Regions from separate parts of the Pan troglodytes genome. Here region 1 is linked to region 2. A link is a contact called in public Hi-C data. All regions are on one chromosome and are shown on one strand. Each heading gives the region's core, a stretch centred on a gene start, on an enhancer-like site or on the middle of the called end of the contact. The rest is flanking DNA. Distances are from core to core; before and after follow the strand shown. Region 1 overlaps FADS2 (fatty acid desaturase 2). Region 2 overlaps FADS2 (fatty acid desaturase 2).

Evidence for each region. A called contact is a pair of places that touch in the nucleus more often than the background predicts.
Region 1: a Hi-C map of induced pluripotent stem cells shows a contact between it and region 2, with 1.7 times the contacts expected there. The contact joins two enhancer-like sites. A contact is called at or near these places in 3 of 7 Hi-C or Micro-C datasets (induced pluripotent stem cells and stem cell-derived neural progenitor cells) and 1 of 1 datasets of contacts at active chromatin or transcription factors (stem cell-derived excitatory neurons).

What each region holds. Positions count from the first base shown.
Region 1 is chr9:64,181,628-64,187,531 of NHGRI_mPanTro3-v2.0_pri, reverse strand. FADS2 (fatty acid desaturase 2) reads right to left here. Exons shown (of 13, transcript NM_001364482.1): 13 at 4,496-5,904. Among named protein-coding and RNA genes, the nearest start is that of FADS3, 23 kb to the left of the region's middle. Within about 2 kb of position 2,116, at least 5 of the 24 cell types and tissues checked have an H3K27ac peak or open chromatin away from gene starts, as enhancers often do. A contact at or near this core is called in induced pluripotent stem cells and stem cell-derived neural progenitor cells, where this site is marked.
Region 2 is chr9:64,146,917-64,152,727 of NHGRI_mPanTro3-v2.0_pri, reverse strand. It overlaps FADS2 (fatty acid desaturase 2), which reads right to left. Exons shown (of 13, transcript NM_001364482.1): 2 at 307-381. Among named protein-coding and RNA genes, the nearest start is that of FADS2, 6.7 kb to the right of the region's middle. Within about 2 kb of position 2,792, at least 7 of the 24 cell types and tissues checked have an H3K27ac peak or open chromatin away from gene starts, as enhancers often do. A contact at or near this core is called in induced pluripotent stem cells and stem cell-derived neural progenitor cells, where this site is marked.

The DNA of each region.
Region 1 (5,904 bases), core at 867-3,366, 35 kb before region 2:
CCTGGTAGGGCCAGGGAAGCAGAGGGTGGCAGCCCCTTCAGCTTGGTTGTGAGTGAGATGCCTGCCCTCCTCCGGGTGCCACCCAGCCCCACCGGATCCACTCAAGTCAGACAGACTTGGGGGTGGGGTGGGGTGGGGGCAAGTCCTGTTTCTGCCAGGATGCAGGCTGTGTGACCTTGGGGGAGTTCCTTGACCCCTCTGAGCAGCAGTACCTAGGGTGATGGAAGAAAGGCTCTTAGCAAAGGGCACAGCAGCAGGCTCAGTTTATTCACAAATTTTGTGCACACAACCCAGTTCCCCAGGATGACCATTTGCTCTGTCACCTAGGGCAAGTTCTTTTTTGCCTTCCCTGAGCCTCAGTTTTCAGCCGAGGGTAAGATTGGATGCTCCTTGAAAGGTACTTCCTGCCTCAGACACACGCTTCTCATGGCCAGGGCGTGCCTTGCATTCAGGGTCTCTGCACAGGCTGTTCCCTCTGCAGGGACTCCCCCTTCCTGTCACCGCCTGTTTAAATCCTGTTGGCTCCTAGTGCCACGCGGGCGCCCTGAGCCAGCGCAGGCTCCGAATGGCATTCCCTCCGTCCACACCCTGGTAGAGATCGCTGTGCGCTGGCTCCGAGGCGCTCGCCAGGGAGATGCTAACACCGAGGATCCACGACAGCCGAGCCTGCAGCGCCACCCAGGGGCGCCCGGAGCATCTGCGCCAGTGTGGGGCGGGCCGTGCTCCCTACTGTCCCTGGTAACTTGCTTTGCGGACCCCTGGGAGGCCCCGCCCTCAGCAGCCACTCCTAGGTTTCTCCGGACCACCTGGGACCCATCACTGGCAGGGGAATCTTTGCTCTTGTCCCACTGTCCCCCATGCTAGATCCCCTGGGAACAGGTCACCCTCAGTCCTGAGCTGAGCTCCCCCTTCTCCATCTGTAGGTCTCTTAGTCTCAGAACAAAGGCTTAGGGCACAGGGGCCAGGTTTGTAAAAGGAAAGAGGCTTTGGTGGAACCTCTGAACCTCTGAGAAACCGTGTTCCTTTTTTATTGTCTGTACAACAGGTGTGGGCCCGGAGGAGAAACAGCTCCCGAGGGAAACCATAACCGCAGTGTTGGTTTGTTCCTTTGATCATCAACATTTGCTACGGGTCTCCCAGCCCAGGCAGATGTTGGAAATGATGATGCCCAAGAGCCAGCCCCTGCCTGGTGTGTTGGGAGTAGCTGGAGGGGAGCAGGGGGTCAACAAACTCTTTTGTGACGGGACAGGCCATGGGTTTCTCAAGGTTCCTCCCCCCACCACACTATGTCCTCAGGCAATGAGCCACCACAACTACTGGGAGCTTGGCCTATTCCAAGCTCTTGGCTGCTGTCACTCTTTCTCTTGGACACTTGCTCTTGAATGGGACGATTTAGAAGAAAGACCTGAATGCCTTTAAAATCCAAAGCAAAGTGTTTGTGATGGTGGAGGACGATGGGGACGTGATCCTGAAATCTCAGCACGCTGGGGGGCTGCTTGTTCCGTGTATGCACTGGCCACATGAAGCCAGTCGGCTGAGAAAAGGAAAACCAGTCCCGAGGGCAGTGGCGTTTCAGCCTGGGGCAAGCCGTCCCCACCGCGCCCCATTTCCCTCTCAGATGTTGGAACAGGAACTCTTTGAGAGGCAGCTTCTTTGTCCAGAGGGGCACACCTCTCGGGGGAGGGTGCAGCCCGGCTCGCTGAGGAGTCCCGATGGGCCCAAGGCACTGTGTCACACAAGCAATGGCCAGCCACTCCTGATGGCAGCCCAAGCCCAGCCCCAGTGGCTGCCAGCTCTGCCCTGGTCCAGCTTGGTAAAGGCTTCCTCTCCCCTCCGAGTAGGCACGAGGGCTTCGGAGTGTCCAGCCAGACACCCCGAGGATCTGCCTGTGGTGCCACAGCACCCTCCCCCGCCCCACACACACACACAGCTTAGACATGGGGCTGCAGATGTCCCCGCTACCCACAAAGCTGATACCCTTTTATCTGCGTAGCTACCCTGCCCTTATCTCCTCCTCAGAGACTAACTGCCTTCCACTGCCCCCACTCCTCCAGCCAGCCGCTGGGCCTCCTGGGAGCTGTCTGACATTTGACGTGATGGGGGCAGGGTCTGGGAACCAGCCCTTTCTGTGCAGGAGAGGTGGCCAGGAGCCTGCGGGTTAGGAGCAGGGTCCTGCTGCTGTGTGGCCTGCTGCAGTCCTGTCCTCTCTCTGGGCTCAGCCTCTTCACCCATGATGGAGGTGTTGGGGTTTGATTGCTCAGGGCCTTGAATATTGGGGCACCATGACTTTGGCAGGGGATAGGGATTAGAAACTCACAATTCTGGGTGTGTTGGCAAGGGGGTCAGCTGAGTACAGGGACAGGAGGGGGCGCTTAAGCAGAGAGCAGATATGAATGTCCTCAGCTTCTTGACCCAGGGAAGTATTCAAGGGCAAGGCGGGGCTGGGTGGGGCTGGGGAAGTCAGAGAAGCTCCAAGTGCCTGGTGAGGCTAGGCCAAGATTTACCTGGTGCCCTCATAGCCCCAGCGTCCATCTGGCCTCCAGTATCCCCAACTCCAAGCCCCCTGGTTGTTATGGGTGATGGACCCATGGATTTCCAACTGGTAGGGTTGGGAGGCCTGGGCTGGTCGCCATCCTGGAGGCGGGTCACAGGCACAGGGCAGAGGGTGGGAGCCGTGCCTGCCAGGGTCTTGTAACCTTGAAGGCCACTGCCAGCGGGTCCACCAGGAGGGCAAGGCCTAGGGTAAGCGGGTGTTGAGATAATGGCATCCTTGGGGCCCCTCTAGCCTGCCCCTGTGGACTATGGCCCACAGGGCCAGGGAGGGCAAAGGACTCCCCAGAGCCACTTGGTGAATCTGGGGTGAGTCGGCCACCTCGCTCAGGGCTTCTGTAATGCCAGGCCCTACTCAGGACACCCTGTGGCCACTGGGGAGCCATACGTACCCCAGCCAGTCTGCTGGCTGTCCCTACCTGGCTGGATTTTGGCCAGGCAAAGCGGGGGTCAGGGAAGCAGGCGGGGGCTGAGGTCTACTCAGGAGCCCTCCCCAGCCCTGCTGGGAGCAGCTACAAAGCCAAGGGGAGGCCCCAAGGTGTTAACTAGCCAGTGCCTCTTGGCCCTTCCTTGGCACACTTTCCCAGGATCAGCCCTGCCAGGAAAGCCAGCCCAGAGACGATGACGGAGCAGCATGGGGGTCCATGGGAGGCCAACTGTACAAGTGCCCCTGGCATGTTGTTTTAGACTCTTCCCAGCCTCTGGGGTCAGACAGACCTAGGATCCAATCTCTGTGCCTATGAACTGGTGACCCTGAGCTAGGATGATATCAGCCCCCCAACAGCCTGTGGGTTCTGAATGAGCCATTGCATATATGGGCATGGGAGCCACAAAAAGAATCATCAGCCTCCAGAGCCTTCTTCGGCCCCCTTTTTATTTAATTTAATTAATTAATTAATTTATTTATTTGAGACAGAGTCTCACTCTGTCGCTAGGCTGGAGTGAGCGATCTTGGCTCACTGCAACCTCTGCCTCCCAGGTTCAAGCAATTCTCCTGTCTCAGCCTCCTGAGTAGCTGGGACTGCAGGCACACACCACCATGCCCAGCTAATTTTTTTTTTTTTTTTTTTTTTGAGACGGAGTCTCGCTGTCGCCCAGGCTGGAGTACAGTGGTGTGATCTCAGCTCTCTGCAGGCTCTGCCCCGCCGGGGTTCACGCCATTCTCTTGCCTCAGCCTCCCACGTAGCTGGGACTACAGGCACCCGCCACCTCGCCCGGCTAATTTTTTGTATTTTTAGTAGAGACGGGGTTTCACCGTGTTAGCCAGGATGGTCTTGATCTCCTGACCTCGTGATCTGCCCGCCTCGGCCTCCCAAAGTGCTGGGATTACAGGCGTGAGCCACCGCACCCAGCCTAATTTTTGTATTTTTAGTAGAAACGGGGTTTCACCATGTTGGCCAGGATGGTCTCGATCTCTTGACTTTGTGATCTGCCCGCCTCGGCCTCCCAAAGTGCTGGGAGTACAGGCATGAGCCACCGCGCCCGGCCTTCTCCAGCCCCTTCCAAGGAGGCCAGGAATTCTGTTTGGCCTGGCGCTCTGTGGAAGCCGGCTGGCCCAGGGATGGGAGGGCAGATTGCACTTGGGGAGACAGCTGGGGAGGGAGGATGTTAGGAAGAGTCTCTGCAAGCCCCTCCATGCCACCCGCCTTGGGTAGGGGTCAGCTGCTGAGAGGTGGCTCTCAGCCCTGTTTTAGAATTGGGCTGGGGTCGGCTGCTGAGAGGAGGAAGATGGGCCAATGTTTTTGGGTCATTTCCACCAAGTTCCGGGCCCCAGAATGAATTTCAGAGGCAGCAGGGAGAGGCGGGTGGGATGGCCACAGGGGAGGGAGGGGATACAGAGAGATGCAAGCATGGGGACTCCTCCTGGTGCCCAGGCCCAGCTAGAAGGGCCTCATCTATCACCCAATACCATGGCCTGGCATTGGCGTGCAGGAAACACAGGAAGTGAGAATAAAATTCCTTATTTTATTTCAAAAAATGTAGGGGTGGGGAAGCAACATGATAAACATTACGATCAGCTCCCTATGGGTTCATTCTGCCTCTGCGGGGGTCGGGGGCATACAGTAGCTGGGGGGCATGCCATTGCCATGGCAACCCAGATGCTTAGTTGCAGGTCCCTCCTGGCTGCTTAGAGCTGGGGGGACTAGGCGCCCTCCCCGAAAGCCCCCATTCTGAGTTGTTGGTGCCTGCCCTTCCCCTGAATCTAAGAACTGATTAGTGGGTTAGACTGCAACAGCAGCTCAGGATCCTCCCAGGACTTCCCTCCCTCCCCTCTCACTTGCCCGTCCCCTCAGCTACCAGCACCTCCAGCCCCCGCCTCCTCCTCTTCTCAGCTCCACCCTGGTCCTCATGAGGTACCCCCCTCCCCAGCCCCTCAGGGCAGCCTCCTCCTGAGACTCCCTCCCGCTCTGCCTCCCTGGCCCTCCCTGACAGTCAGGGCCACCGAGGCAAGGCCATGTGGTGAAAGGCAGATTGTCCCAAGGCCCAGCCCTGCCGCCCCCTCCTATCAGAATGCATCCTGGAGCAACAGGTTAAACACAGTAAGGGCAGGTTCAGACAGGAGAGTGCCTGAGGCAGCGCCGTCCACACAGCAGCCCCGAGATGGGGAGGGCTGGGACGAGACCTCCCAGCTCCAGTGCCCTCCTGCAGCCTGCAGGGCCCACGTCCCCTGGGGCCAAATGGCCAGGGATTGGCTGGCACTGCCCAGCTGATAACAGAGCATTTGGAGAAGGGTCAGATTGCTCCAGAATCTTGGACCTCAGGACACCCTGAGGAAAAGCTGGAGGGTGGGCTGAGCCTCCAGGCCAGCTGGCCCCTCCCTGAACGTGGCCACTGCCTCTGCTGAGTCGCAAGAGACGAGGGACTCCCCCGTTGGTCCCAAGGTCACAGGCTCAAGTTGGGGAGGCGGTGGAATGGGGCCCGTGAAAGCCCAGGGTCAGAGCACTCTAGTGATGGGGTGGAGGACTCTTCCAGGGCCCAAGGTTTGGGCTGGCTGTGCCCGCAGGCCTGGGGCCCTGGACATCTTAAGAGAGGCCTCGGGTACTTAACCGAGCTGCAGGAGGGAGACCCGAGCTTTGTAACAAAGCAGGCCTCTCTACGAAAGGGTGGACCAATGGCAGCCGTCAGGGAGAGTGAAGCCAGGCCGGAAGGGTCAGGGGCCCTGCCCGACTAGGACCTGCCCCTACGAACCCCAAGAGCATCTGAAGAACCAAAGCGGGGGTGAGGCCTAGTGACCAGGCTGCAAGGGGAGACTCACAGGCCAGACCCATGGACCGCTGGTCTCCTCCCATCTTTAGGGGCAGAGAGTGGAGGTAGGACAGAGCCACCCCCGGTGGCCACTTCTCTGCTCCTTGG
Region 2 (5,811 bases), core at 1,543-4,042:
GACACCAAACGGGGTCTCCTGTGATCTGGCCCCAAATGCCATCTCCAGCATTTTTCCAGGACAAAGCCCTCAGTGCCCAACGCCAATGGCAACAGCCACCTGCGCTTCTGTGCTGGTGCAGGCATGCTACACTCCCCAGGGGTTTGTGAATAGATGCATAGGCTGCCTTTGGGCAGGTCGGGAAATGGTGACCCTCCAGGAAGGCGCACCAGGCAGACACGGGGCTCAGGGAGGACTTGAGCCTCGACTGCTCGTGAGCTGAGTGCCTTGCATGGTGCACAAACCGCACCACCCACCATCTCTTACCAGTTCCTCACCTACATGTCCAGGGTTGTCAATGAAAAGGACAAGACCGAATACTACCATGGCACTGGAAATGTGCTGTGATGAAGTAAACAAAAAAATAAACACAGAATTATGTAAAAAGCGTTCCTGAAAAAAAGCCTAGGAGGATCTAGGCTATTATTGCACATGTTAAGGTAGTTGGATTATGCCTTGCTTTATTTTCATTACTTTCCAAACTCTAACACTGCTATAATGATACACATTTTAATCTTTTTTTCCCAATTATAAAGTAAAAACGTGCTGAGTTTTGGCCAAGTTAGAAAAGGCACAGCAGAATAAAGAGGAAAATAAATATCACCCAGAAAGTGGTCATTATTGCTAATATTTTAGCATTTTTCCTTCCAGCTTTTTTCTATACATATTATGCATATTACATGAATTATCTCATAAAAAATCTAGTATTTCTATTAGAGATGAGCCAGCACCAGGCTCCCCTGAGGTGATGCAATAGAATGTCCCAGTGGTGAACACTGTGTAATCTGCATCAAATCAAGCTTCCAGACATTGGTAGGATTGGCAAACCAGTCAAACTCCACCATGAGAAACAATCAGGAAAATCAATATAGCTGGGGAAAAACATACAAGTTTGTGGAAAAAACAAAAGTACAGAAGCATGGTCTAGATTAAAAGAGACTAAAATGATATAAAAACTGCAACTCTTGACTGGTCGCAGGGGCTCATGCCTGTAATCCCAGCACTTTGGGAGGCAGAGGCAGGAGGATCACTTGAGGCCAGGAGTTCAAGACCAGCCTGAGTAACATAGCAAGACCCCTGTCTCTACTAAGAATAAACAAAATTAGCCAGGCATGGTGGCCTGCACCAATAACTCCAGTTACTCGGGAGGCTGAGGCAGGAAGATACAATAAGCAATGATGGTGCCACTGCACTCCAGCCTGGGCAAGAGAGTGAGACCCTGTCTCAAAAAACAAACAGGCCGGGCACAGTGGCTCATGCCTGTAATCCCAGCACTTTGGGAAGCCGAGGCAGGGCGATCACCTGAAGTTAGGAGTTTGAGATCGGCCTGGGCAACATGGTGAAATCCCACCTCTACTGAAAATACAAAAATTAGCCAGGTGTAGCGGCGCACGCCTGTAATCCCAGCTGCTCAGGAGGCTGAGGCATGAGAATCCTTTGAAACCAGGAGGTGGAGGTTGCAGTGAGCCAAGATTGCACCACTGCACTCCAGCCTGGGCGACAGAGTGAGACTTTGACTCAAAAAACAAACAAACAAAACAACATCCTGCAATTCTTTAATGTGACAGGCTCTCACTTGAAGGAAAAAATAAGTTATACCAGGTTTTTCGGGAGTTGAATGAGAAAAAATGAATATGGACCAGATATTTGATCATATCAAGGAATTACTATTAATTTTCTTAAATGTGACAAAGGTACTGTGATGATGTTAGAGCATCTCTTCCTTTTTTCTCCGGAAATGATGAAGACCTTAGGGATGTGATCACACAATGACGCAGCTTATTTTCAAAAGGCAACTGCACACATATAAAGAGGAAAAACGCAAATGTGGCAAAATGTTAAGACTAGTGAATCTTGGTTGAGGATACACAGGTGTTTGCTTGTTCCTTCAACATTTAAGGATGTTGGGAAAATTTCAAAATTAAAAAGAAGAGGGGGCCGGGTGTGGTAATCCCAGCACTTTGGGAGGCCGAGGCGGCGGATTGCCTGAGGCCAGAAGTTTGAGATCAGACTGGCCAACATGGTGAAACCCCGTCTCTACTAAAAATACAAAAAAAAAAAAAAAAAAAAAATTAGCCAGGTGTGGTGGCACACGCCCGTAATCCCAGCTACTTGGGAGGTTGAGGCAGGGAATTGCTTTAGCCAGGGAGGTGGAAGGTTGCAGTGAGCTGAGATGGTGCCACTGCACTCCAGCCTGGCGACAGAGCGAGACTCCATCTCAAAAAAAAAAAAAAAAAGGGTCGGGGGAAGGTGGAGAAAGTGCTAACCACTCCTGGAAATCTTTTCACCCCCACACGTAAGGATCTCCCAAGGGTAACTGCCAGTCTCCCATCATCTCCTTACTGCATCACTGGCATCAAGTCCTTTGCTTGGTCTTTGTTCTATTTGTGTCCAGAACAGACTGACAAAGCAACACTTCGTGCAGGAGAAAACTGGGCCCACGGTTTCTTAAAAAATGCCTGTGACCCATTAGCCGAGCCGAAAAGGGATGGTAGCAGAGGATCAGGTCAAGAGTATTTTCAGGGAAAAGAGATGTGCTATTCCAGGGCCCTGGGGAGGCAGGGAGAAGTCCCTGGGGAGGCAGGGAGGAGGCCCTGGGGGCAGGCAGGGAGGAGGCCCAGGGTGCGGGCAGGGAGGAGCCCAGGGTTGCAGTGGTGACCAGCTTTGCTGGCTCTGGGTGGGGTGATCAGTCCCCACCAGAGCCTCAGCCGCCTATGCAAAATGAGCAAGGCCCTGGGAGAGGCCCGGAGGAGCTGCCAAAGTCAGGGCCCAGGGCTGGGCCTGAAAAAGCCCCTTCATTGGTCCTCCTCACATCACACCACGGCCTTTGAGAAATGAACAGGAAGTCCCTGGTAAGGCAGTTTCCTGAGAAGCAGCTGCAGTGGCTGATAACTAATGGATTCCTCTTGTCTCATTGAAAGGCAAGACTCAATGGCTTGCAAATAGACTTATCTCCACTCCTGCTGCCTCCCCACACCCGAACCCTGCAGTCTAGGTTCCAACTCCAAGGGAGCAGACAGATGACGAGCCCTGCCTTGACCTTGGTTGCTCCTCAGCCATTTCCAGAGGGCTCTCGGGCAGCCTCACCTCCCTGAGCCCAGGGGTAATGGGCATGCGCCAGGCAGGGAGCCAGGAGTGTTGCTCATGTTACTCCCTTAGGCCTTAAGCCCCAACTTCTGAGATGAAGATGCAGGAGCTCAGGAAGCAAAGTCCTGGGCTCCAGGTGGCAGAGCCAGGATCAAATCCAGGTCCATCTGCCTCTAAGGACTCTTTTCTCACGTGCCACACGCTTCCTGCCGTTTTAGAAAACCGAGCAGTCTGTTGGATCAGCTCCTTGCCCATGGTCAATGTGGCAGCTTTCCGAGCAGGCCTGGTGTGGACCGCCCTTGAACATACCACGCTCCTTTCCACACCAGGGCTGCCTCCATTCGGGACTCAGCCTCAACATCACCTCCAAGAGGCTTTTCCCAACATCACATCCAAAAGAGCTCTCCCAGCCCTGGGCCTTCCCTGGGTCATTGCCCTGTTAGATCTTCATAGCAGTCATCAAGGTTCGTCATCAGACTGCGTGACGTACCCACTTGTTTATGGCCTGCGTCCCCTGCTGGAGCATAAACCCCAGTTGGGAAGGCCTGCACCTGTCTTGTTCGCTGCAATAAACACAGTGCCTGTAACGGGGCCTAATAAGATGGCTCACGAGGGAATGAATGGACCCAGGACCCCACAGCTGCACACACTCTGATCTCATACTTTCCCACTGTGCAGTCATGACCAGACACTTGTCCTCTTCTGCGTTTCACACAACTTGGCTTCTGCCTCTGGAACACCAAAAGTCTTCTCCGGCATCCCCACGCTGGTGGTTGCTACAGCTGCCACCTGCTGAGGTGACGCAGGCGAGCCACGGGGCCATGGGAGTGGCTTGCATACATCAGCCAGGAATCTTTACCAAACTTCGTGAGGCAGGTCCTTTTTTAGAGATAAGAAATCAGGCGTAGGTTGGCAGAGCCACCTGCCCACTATCACACTTGGGAATGAGCTGAGCAGAGTTTGAGTCACATGTGGCTACCTTGAGCATTGCCCGCTGTTCGTACAAAGGCTTCCCTCAACACGAGTGTCCTCCTCCCTGAGAGGTGATTATATTTTGTGTCTCTCCCTTCACATTGCCATAAATGTGTCTCACACGCTGGCAGAAGGTTTCCAGCACCTGCCGGGTTACAGAAATATCTGGCAGGTATAAGGCAGACCAGGATTCAAGGCAAGGGAGGGCCAACCCAAACTTTGTCTTTGGACCAAGAATTGGAACTAGGCTCTATCCTAGTGTAACGGGAGAGAAGCCAGAGACTTTCCAGGAAGAGGACCCGGGACATGGGGAAGAGAAAGGATTGGTAAACAGGTGGAGAAAGCAGAGATGCACCCGCCTCGGCAGGGCAGGTGTGTGAGGTGGGGAGGTCAGAACACCCTGATTCTGAAGCGCTTGTCACACTTCGCTCTTTGCCAGTTCCTGCTTCTGCCATCACCCAGGTCTGATGCCAGTCAACTTCTCCACAGGGACATTTTCCCTGCCCCTGCCCCACTCTGGGTACAACTCACAGTTGCTCGCCATCCACTGAGAACCTGGTGCCAGGATTTGTTTATGGCCGTGCCCATGTCCTCTGGGGAGCAAGGCTAATCTCTGATCGAACGCTGAACAACTGGGCACTTTGCCTAGGATTTGGGAAGTGCAGCACGGGCAAGCACAGGGCACACAGTGCAGTAGGTGGCAGCCCTGCGGACCAGAACTTTATGGAACAAGTGATCTAAGAGTGTGGAGATGCACAGGAGGGACCCTCGCATTCTCCAGTGGAAATGAAGAGCAAGACAGGGACGCTGACTTCCTTTCTGCAGCAGAGAGAGGCAGGCAGGGCAGGAAGCCCCTATGCCATGTCCCCTCCAAGGAAAGAAGCAATGGAGGCTGGTGGGGCAGTGCTCTGTGGCCAAAGAGCCCTGCAGTGAGAGCCTCCCCCATAACACAGGGTCCAGGCACTACCCTGAGGGCAGAAAGGCAGGGCTGCACAGGAGACAGGCCCCTACAAAGGCAACATGGGCATGAAGAAATTGATGCCATTCTCCACTTTCATCTCAGAACTGCTTCCTGGGGATGCTGAGGCTGCAGCCACAGGAATTGGACAGCTCCCACCCAGATCTCAGCTGGGGAGATGGCGCTGCCCTCCAGGCCTGGGAATTCATAAAGCTGGGGCTGGAACCCAGGTCTCCTGCCTCTAAATACTACAACCCTCCTGCCCCGTGCAAAGGAGGCCAGAGTTCCACTTTCGATCTGTTGCGTTTTCACAAGAACATAGGAGCAGGCTGAAAGGTGGAACAAACCTCTGGTCTCTTCTCACCTTCCCTTGATTCTAAGAGGTCACCAATGCAGACCGGGCAGGAACAGTTGCTGAGACAAGGGCTAGGGGTAGGGGGCTGATGTCTAGAGGCAAAGGGTCCAGATCCAAGCCCCAGCTTGAGAGAGAGCAGGGGGAGCACATCCCACAGCTTCAGGTCTCTGTCTGTGAATAATTCATCTTTGTGTCTGGGCCCAGCTCAGAGCCATGGAGACACTCAATTAATGTTTGATGAATTGTTGCTGAAGATGAACAGTTCTGCAGTGGTGGGACTGCTGTGAAAAGAGCAGACACGCTCTTAGGGCGCGGGTGAGGGTTCCTTTTGCCCACAGCAAGGAAAAGGCGAGAGAAGCACCGCAGTACCAAAGGGAAGAGATCAGAGGTAGCAACAGGA